Linked DNA regions of Anser cygnoides: region 2 is linked to region 1. Evidence: chromatin contacts called from public Hi-C data. All regions are on one chromosome and are shown on one strand. Each heading gives the region's core, a stretch centred on a gene start, on an enhancer-like site or on the middle of the called end of the contact. The rest is flanking DNA. Distances are from core to core; before and after follow the strand shown.

Region 1 (3,836 bases), core at 372-2,871:
CCAGTTGGCACATAGATGAAATTTGGCATACAGTTCCTCTCCTCTGTAGCACCTTTTTCTGTTTTAATATTATGTTTAAATTGCTTTGACTATTATATATATATATTTCAAAGCGACACCTCTGTTATACCTGGTAGATTAAGGTTTGAAGCATTTTAAAAATACCAGGCTTTCATAGTACATTTACAAATTCAATTCAAAGCTTTGAAATGTGTATTTTACTTAGGTTACAGAAACACTCCGCAGAAAGCCTCTTACCAGTTTTCACATGGGTGTAGGTAATCAGCAAAATATATATTAGAATACTCATAAAATGCAAACTTAAGAAAGTTAATGTAGGTTCGAAGTGAAGAAGGTGGGCCCCCAGGACAGCAAACAGGGAGGGGTAGGATCCCCAAGGAAGGAGTCAGAGCAGGAAGCTGATGTGTTACCTGTAGTAGTGTCAAAATGCAGACAGTTAAGCCCAAAAGCACACAGTATTATTTAAGGCTAACATTAGATCCACCAAATCAAGGTCATTTAGGCTCAGAATTAAAAGTATGGCTGGCAGCCATTCTGGTTCATATCACCGTGCACTTTATCCTAAAAATCGCCCAGCTCAGGTTAAGCACATTGTGTCAACGGGGACTTTTACTCTTAACTTTGACTCTGTGCTGCTCAAGTGGAAATCATTATTAGTCATTCCCTGACACTTTCGGCCGTGCCAGTCATTCTCTGCTGTGAGCTTTAAATGCTATAAATGTCGCTTCAGAAAAAAAAAAAAAAAAAGAAAAAAAAAAGATCCGAAGGACAGCTTTTAGAGAAGTTGTTTCTCATTCAGAACAGAAGCCTTTCATCTTCTGAGAGGTATTTCTTTATTTTTTTCACACAAGTCGAGCCCATGGAGAGGCCACTGCCAGTTTCCGTGCCGCTCCAGCCACCTCCCCCTGGCAGCACCCGGCACCAGCCCGCTGCGGCTCTCGCTTCTTCTCTTGTTTTCTTTTTCTTCTTCTGAACCTTGCCACCCTGGCTCCAGCACTCAGGCTGTAAAAGAAGATGGAAAGCCAAGTTACCGCAGAATGATCACTATCATTAACATTCACGGGTGGTTCACTTATCATTCCTGACTGCACAGACATGGCAGCCGTTATGAAACGTCCACAGGTGTAGCACGATGATACATATTACATTGTGCCACAATGGATTTATGTATTCTGTAACAAAAGAAAAGTGTAATGAAAAAATACAGAAGGTAATCCTTTATTCCTCCACAGCACAATTTATCAGTAATGCCTGTGGATGATAAGTGCCAGGGATTTCCTTTGCTTGATTTAACCTTGTCACCCAGGTATGTTTTTGCAAAATGACAGAAAATATAAGCTAAGGAATTTCTTTGGCTTCTAATTTGTAAGCAGCAGTTTTAATTGGTAGAATGACATCTGCTTGTCTGTCCTGTTTCCTAGTGTGTTGACTTAGGATAAAGGTACGGCACGTTAGCAGAGTAAGCTAACACATACGTAATTTATACTCATAATTAGGAAATGCTGGAGTTAGGCTGGGTGAGGACAGTTCATGTGCGCCATCAGTACAGAGCATGACCGAGAAGCTGGCCAGGCAGGGTGGGCGCGCGTCTCCTCCGGAGGAGCCTCCCTGTGCTGTCGGCCCGTGAGGACGCCTCGCTGCCGGCGGGTGATGCTCCAGGTGCCGCAGAGCAGGGGTGTCTCCAGGGCTCCCCACCTGCCCCGGCGCGGCGGCACAGACCCCCAGCGCGGCCTCGGAGCTCGCCAAGCACCGCAGGGCGTTAAGCGAGGTGGCACGGGTAGAGGAAACAATGCTGCCTGCTTATTGAACTGCAGCGAAGGAAGGGAGGGATAGTGCGTCTGAACTCTGACCGGCATTTCAAGCGCTTCTGGCTGCTTTCCAGAGCAAATATCCAAAAGTTTACAAATGTGGGGTGCGCTTTACATTTCATTGCTCTTGCCAAAGTTTCACTTACTGGATAGCACACTAAATATAGTAAAACACAGAGGTTTTTCTTATTTTGCTTTGATCAGTAAAATAAACTTTTAAAGATTGTTCTGGGATGAGATCCAGCTTCTGAGGCAAAGAATGGCTGGGGCTCAGGCATGATTTAGTAATAGAGTGTCAGGAAAATCAGGCTGACAGTTCTCAGGCCAGCTGCTCAATAGAAAGAATCGACCGAGTCAGGATGGGCTGAAACATGAGCAGGACCGACAACAGCATGTGCTCTTTAACAGCTCAAGTGTCAGGAACTGAAAGACAATTTTCCATTTTCAGGAGGTTCCAGATACGTCTTGGTTTTAGCAAACCCGAATTAGGTCAGCGGTGCTCCACGGCCGCGATTCGCCTTGCGCACAGCCGGAAGCGGGGCTGGTCCGCAGCACCCAGCTCTGTTTGGGAGAAAACACATGGCAGAAACACCTCATGCTGAAAAAAATAAAAGAAAAATTAGAACTCTAGTTGTTTTGGCCTTAGAATATTTTGGAAGGCTTTTTTTTTTTTTTTCCCCTGCAGTATTTTGATTTATTGTCCTGTATTTTGGTTGCAGTTCTCTGGAAACCTTTTGGTACTGCAGCGTGTTGTATACATTACCTGAAGGCGCCAGATGCCTTTGAATCTGTGCGCTGCCGCTTGGTTCCAGTTTTTCCTCAAACATCATGTCATTTGCATACAAGGGAAAAGGTAGTTTCTTTGGTTTCTTTTTTTTTTTTTTTTTTTAAGTATAGTACATTTCTATGAAAGATTTTCATTTTAAACAGTCCATTAAATTTAGCTCAGGGGGTCGATTCAGATTAGAGCTCTGCTGAGGTTGGGTGGCCAGGTGGATGCCCAGGAAGCTGGTGAGGTGATCAGAAGGCGTCGGACGTGCCACAACACTCGTGCACGCTGCAGTTCTCTGTAGCAGTTGAAGGAAATATTTGCTTATCAGTTAAGAGAGCTTAGGAAGGTCTCTGCTTTTACTATGTGGTGGTAGTCAAAACCCCTAAATCTTTGGGCTGTAGGGCTGATGTCTCTCAATTGCAGAAATCCACGGTACTCTCATGTGGCAGCGTGCTCAGTTCCGACCGGTCCGTATAAAAAACATGACAGAAGTAGAGGGGAAGAAGTAGATACGTGAAAAGGTTAGGAATGTTTGTTTGAATATGAGTAAGATAGAGTAATAAATTTTGAATGGTCCAGAGAACATAAATTTGGGGCTTTTAGGCAGTTTCATTTTGCCAGGAACAAAGAGAATTGAGAATGAACCTTAAATGAGAGGGGCTTGGGACGGAGGAGGAGGCCGCTGTGCAGCGCTGCCCCGCGGAGCTCCCTGCCGTGGCGGGCCGGGCACGGAGCCGGGGGAGGCTGAGACGAGCCCCATCGCGTGTGGCTCCGTGGGGCAGGCGTTTGGGCGCTGGTACTGCGCCAACGAAGCAGGCACACGCGGAGGGGTCGAGCTCGTGCTCGGGGAAGAGGCCTCCCCGTGCAGAGGCTCCTCCGTAGCTGCTCTGTTGTGGACTTCTCGGCCATCCTGAGCTGAAGCAGCCAGCTCTGTACTGTGAGCAAGATACAAGGCGACAGCGTGTTTGTGGCTCTGGTATTTATCAGAAGAGTACAAACAAGTGGCCTGGTGGCTAGCGTGCGCACGGGGCCCAGGTTCGCTGGGCGCGGTGCGTGCGCTGCAGCCAGCGGCCGGGACGAGGTGTTAATGCAAGCTGCTGCCTGTCCATCTAGGCTCTGTCGCGCTGTGCACTAGGGATGCCACATCTGAAGTGGTCTGAGCTTAAACTCGTGTTCCCAGCGTTTGTGGCTTAAAGTGACATTTAATATGGTCTTGATTTTAATGATGCAATTGT
Region 2 (3,836 bases), core at 532-3,031, 99 kb after region 1:
GCTCGGCTCCCGGGAACGGGCAGAGCTCGGCCAGGCCCGGGCTGCCGCCTTCCTGCCCTCCCGCTGCCCTTCCTCTTCCTCTCCCCTTCCCCTCCCTTCCTCCCCTTTCCTCTTCCTCCTCCTCCTCCTCCCCCCCGCCCGGCGGCCCGCGCAGCGCGCCCCTACCCGGCCAGCGCCCCGGCTCCGCCGCCGCCCGGCTCCCGCTGCGGCCCCGAGCCCGGCGCGGCACTGCGCAGGCGGCGGGCGGCGACGCCGCGCTCCTGGGACCCGGGGGCCCTGGGACTTGTAGTCCCGACGCCGGGGCCGCTTGGAGCGGGGGCCGACGGCGAGCGGAGCCAGCGGCGCGCCGCAGAAGCACGGGAGAGCCGCCGACAGAGGGGCGCGGCAAGCCTGCCCCGCACGGAGCGGCGCGGCCGGGATCGCTGGTCTGAAAAGCGACCCGCGCGGGGGGGCTCTTACTCTGCCCGTCCTCCTCGCCTGGCACGCCGGCCTCGGGGAGCACGGAGCTGCTGGCTGGGCGCGATGCGGCCTCGCACGACTTGGCGGCCCAACGACTGCTGAGGTCACGGCGCGGACGGGCATCGAGTCCAGCGCTGGGACTGCCAGCCCGGCCGACAAGGCCGCTCCTCCCAACGCGCGTACCTCTAGGCTTGCGCTTGCAGGAATGCTAGGGGAAGCTAAAGAGTTGGATGTCGTTTATTACGTGAGAATTTGTCCCGACAGAGGATTTAAGAAGCTTATTCTCTAAGAAAAAACAGAGGTAATCGCAGACACGTCAGTGGTGCCATTTGCAGCGTAACCGCTGCGGACTCGCAGGGAGTTCACCTGGGCACAGCACCTCGTCGCAGCGCGCAGTGACAGCTGTGCTCCACGGCTCCTGACATCCCTGGTGCTGCGAATCCCCCAGGGCGAACACCCTGGCGAATACCCCCAGGTGCCCTGTGGTAAGGACCGGGCATCCAGGCCTCAGCACGGGGCCGGTGGTGGTGTAGGTAGGAAAGCAAGTCCCTGAGTCACCGCGGCTGCTCTTTCTATGCCTAAATCGTCTGTAAAGCTCCTCCAAGGGCCAGCTCAGCACAAGAGCCACCCATTTACGCTTTATATCTGTTATTCTCTGAACTATTATGTGTGTGCCTCTTCCGTACTGGCACAGGTACCGCCTTGCATTTTCTCCTCTGATAAAAGAGAATGCCTTATGCAATTGATTTCTAAAAAGCCAACTGACGTTTTAGAAACAACCTTGGCAAACTGAAATACAACAAGAAAACGTTTATCGAGCGTGACCACACAACGTGTCACCAAACTGCTGTGCCTGGTACCAGGCAGCCGGCTGTCAGCATTGCTCCCAGCAGCACCACAGGACACCAGGGGTGTTTACGGCATTACTCCCCCAGGAAAGCTGACAGCAACGAGCCTGAGGCCTAGCAGCACGCAGCTGTCCCCTCGCCTGCACCAGGCTTCCTGGGAACCCAAAGGGGCTCTTTACAGCTCCCGGACACACGGCTGTGCTGACGCCGCCCTCTTCCACGAGCTAAGCATCACTCACTGAAGAACTTCAGGAAACGTCCCCCCCGCACACGGGGCGGCTCCGAGGCGAGCCCTGCCCGCAGGCCGCTGCCGGCCCCGCTCCCCGCGGCTCCGTGCATCGCCCCCAGCCGCTCCCTCACGGCTCGGCCCTGGCACGGCCCAAGGGGAGCCAACGACCTCGCGGCCCCGTGATACCGCCCGAGCCCCCGGCCCGGCCCGGCCCTGCCGCTGGGCTCCGGGGCGGGAGCTCGGGGGTGCGCGGGGCCGTGCCCCCACCCGCCCCGTCCCGTCCCTGAGGCGCGAGGCGCGGCGGGCGGGGCGGGGCCGCGCGGTCACCATGGAAACTTCCAGAACGTCCCCCCGGCGCTGCCCCGTCCCCGCCGTGACGGCGTCCCGCGGCCAATGGGCGCCCTCCGCTTGGCTCACGCTTCTCCGCTGATAGGCCCGCGGCGCCGGGGCACGAACCAATCGGGCGGCGGGAGGGGCGCGCGCCCGGTGTGTCAGAGCGGCCGCGCGATCGTCGCCAATCGAGGAAGGCCAGCTTAGTGGCAGCCGACCAATAGGCGCGCTCCAGCGAGGGCTCTGCAGCCAATGGCGAGCCTCCACGCAGGAGTAACGGAGGGTATATATGGGCGGGCGGCGCGGCCTGGGCGTTCAGCGGCAGTTGGCGGCGCGGTCGGTGTCACGGTACGGATGGGACGGGAAGGGGTGGGGGGATCGGGGCCTGCATTGGGCCTGGCCTGGGCCTGGGCCTGGCGGGGGGGCGGGGGGCAGGGCGGTTGCGCTGGGGGCCGGGGCCGGCGCGCCCCGCACGTGGCGCCTCCATTTTGTGACCCTTGGCTCCCCGGCAGGGCGGCGAGGGGCGAGCGGCCGGCATGAGGCATCTTCTGTGGGCGCTGCTGGTGCTGGGCTCCGCGCGGGCGGACGACGAGGAGAAGAAAGAGGACGTGGGCACGGTGGTGGGCATCGACCTCGGCACCACCTACTCCTGGTGCGTGGGGGGCCGCGTGGGGGGCAGGGGGCTGGCTGCGGGCCGTGGGCCCGGCTGGGGGCCTGGGAGAGCGGTTCCGGGGGGGCGGGGGGGGGAATCGGCGGAGCACGGGGAGGGGGAAGGGAGAAGCGGAACTTGAGGGGGGGAAGGGGAGGGCAGGCCCCCGTGCCGCCTGACGGCTCCGCTTCTCCTGCAGCGTGGGCGTTTTCAAGAATGGCCGGGTGGAAATCATTGCCAACGACCAGGGGAACCGCATCACCCCATCCTACGTGGCGTTCACGCCTGAGGGGGAGCGTTTGATCGGGGATGCCGCCAAGAACCAGCTGACATCCAACCCTGAGAACACCGTGTTCGATGCCAAGCGGCTCATAGGCCGCACCTGGAACGACCCCTCGGTGCAGCAGGACATCAAGTACTTGCCATTCAAGGTGTGCCTGGTTACGGGGTGGTGGATGGGGGGGTGGGTGGGGGTCAGGAGAACAGGCTGCAGATGCTGCTTGCTTTCTCTCTTGCCTGAGAAAAGCAAGGCCATTAAATCAGCGTTTTTATGAGCAACCCTGTGGCTTTTATAGCCCTGCTTTCAAATCAACTGTCTTAAAGGATTTACTGAATTATCAGAGAGAAGGAAGCAATCTGGCAGTTAGGAATAACTTTTGGAATTGCTGGAATATGACACCATGTCTTTTTCTTCGCAGGTTGTTGAAAAGAAAGCCAAGCCCCATATTCAGGTTGATGTTGGTGGTGGACAGACAAAAACATTTGCTCCTGAAGAAATTTCTGCTATGGTCCTGACAAAGATGAAGGAAACTGCAGAGGCTTACCTGGGGAAGAAGGTGAGTTGAGTGCTACTAACAAGAACTTAAAGCAGCAGCTGCCTTACAAAACTAAAGATAACTGGGCAGAATCTCAGGATTAAGCTTGCTGTCATAAACTTTGTTCAGTGCTTAGGCGGCTCAGCTGACTGTGGGGTTTTACTAGGACATAAGGAACAATGGGCTACTTGTTCCAGGCGTTGCTATGCTCATTTCTAAGGTGTGTAGCTTTTCCTTTATTTTTCTAATAATCTTCTCTTGCTACTTCTGCAGGTTACTCATGCTGTTGTTACTGTGCCAGCCTACTTCAATGACGCTCAGCGTCAGGCCACAAAGGATGCTGGTACTATTGCTGGACTGAACGTGATGCGGATCATCAACGAGCCGTAAGTAGCCTAAACCACTTTGCCTGCTGGTTGGCTGGGGGTGGGCTCTAGAGATCAGTCTCCTGAATTTGTTACTCCCTAAACAGAACGGCTGCTGCTATTGCTTACGGATTGGACAAG

Evidence for each region. A called contact is a pair of places that touch in the nucleus more often than the background predicts.
Region 2: a contact with region 1 is called in a Hi-C map of liver, with 2.5 times the contacts expected there. The contact joins the promoter of GAPVD1 here to the enhancer-like site in region 1. A contact is called at or near these places in 2 of 7 Hi-C or Micro-C datasets (both in liver).

Annotation. Positions count from the first base shown.
Region 1 is chr20:1,065,555-1,069,390 of Taihu_goose_T2T_genome, forward strand. All of the region lies in intron 6 of MAPKAP1 (MAPK associated protein 1), which reads left to right. Among named protein-coding and RNA genes, the nearest start is that of MAPKAP1, 58 kb to the left of the region's middle. Within about 2 kb of position 1,622, at least 2 of the 3 cell types and tissues checked have open chromatin away from gene starts, as enhancers often do. A contact at or near this core is called in liver, where this site is marked.
Region 2 is chr20:1,163,974-1,167,809 of Taihu_goose_T2T_genome, forward strand. It overlaps GAPVD1 (GTPase activating protein and VPS9 domains 1), which reads right to left and starts at 1,782. Exons shown (of 27, transcript XM_066980967.1): 1 at 1,547-1,782. It overlaps HSPA5 (heat shock protein family A (Hsp70) member 5), which reads left to right and starts at 2,063. Exons shown (of 9, transcript XM_066980975.1): 1 at 2,063-2,214; 2 at 2,379-2,518; 3 at 2,715-2,946; 4 at 3,214-3,351; 5 at 3,604-3,716; 6 at 3,803-3,836. The coding sequence starts at 2,119.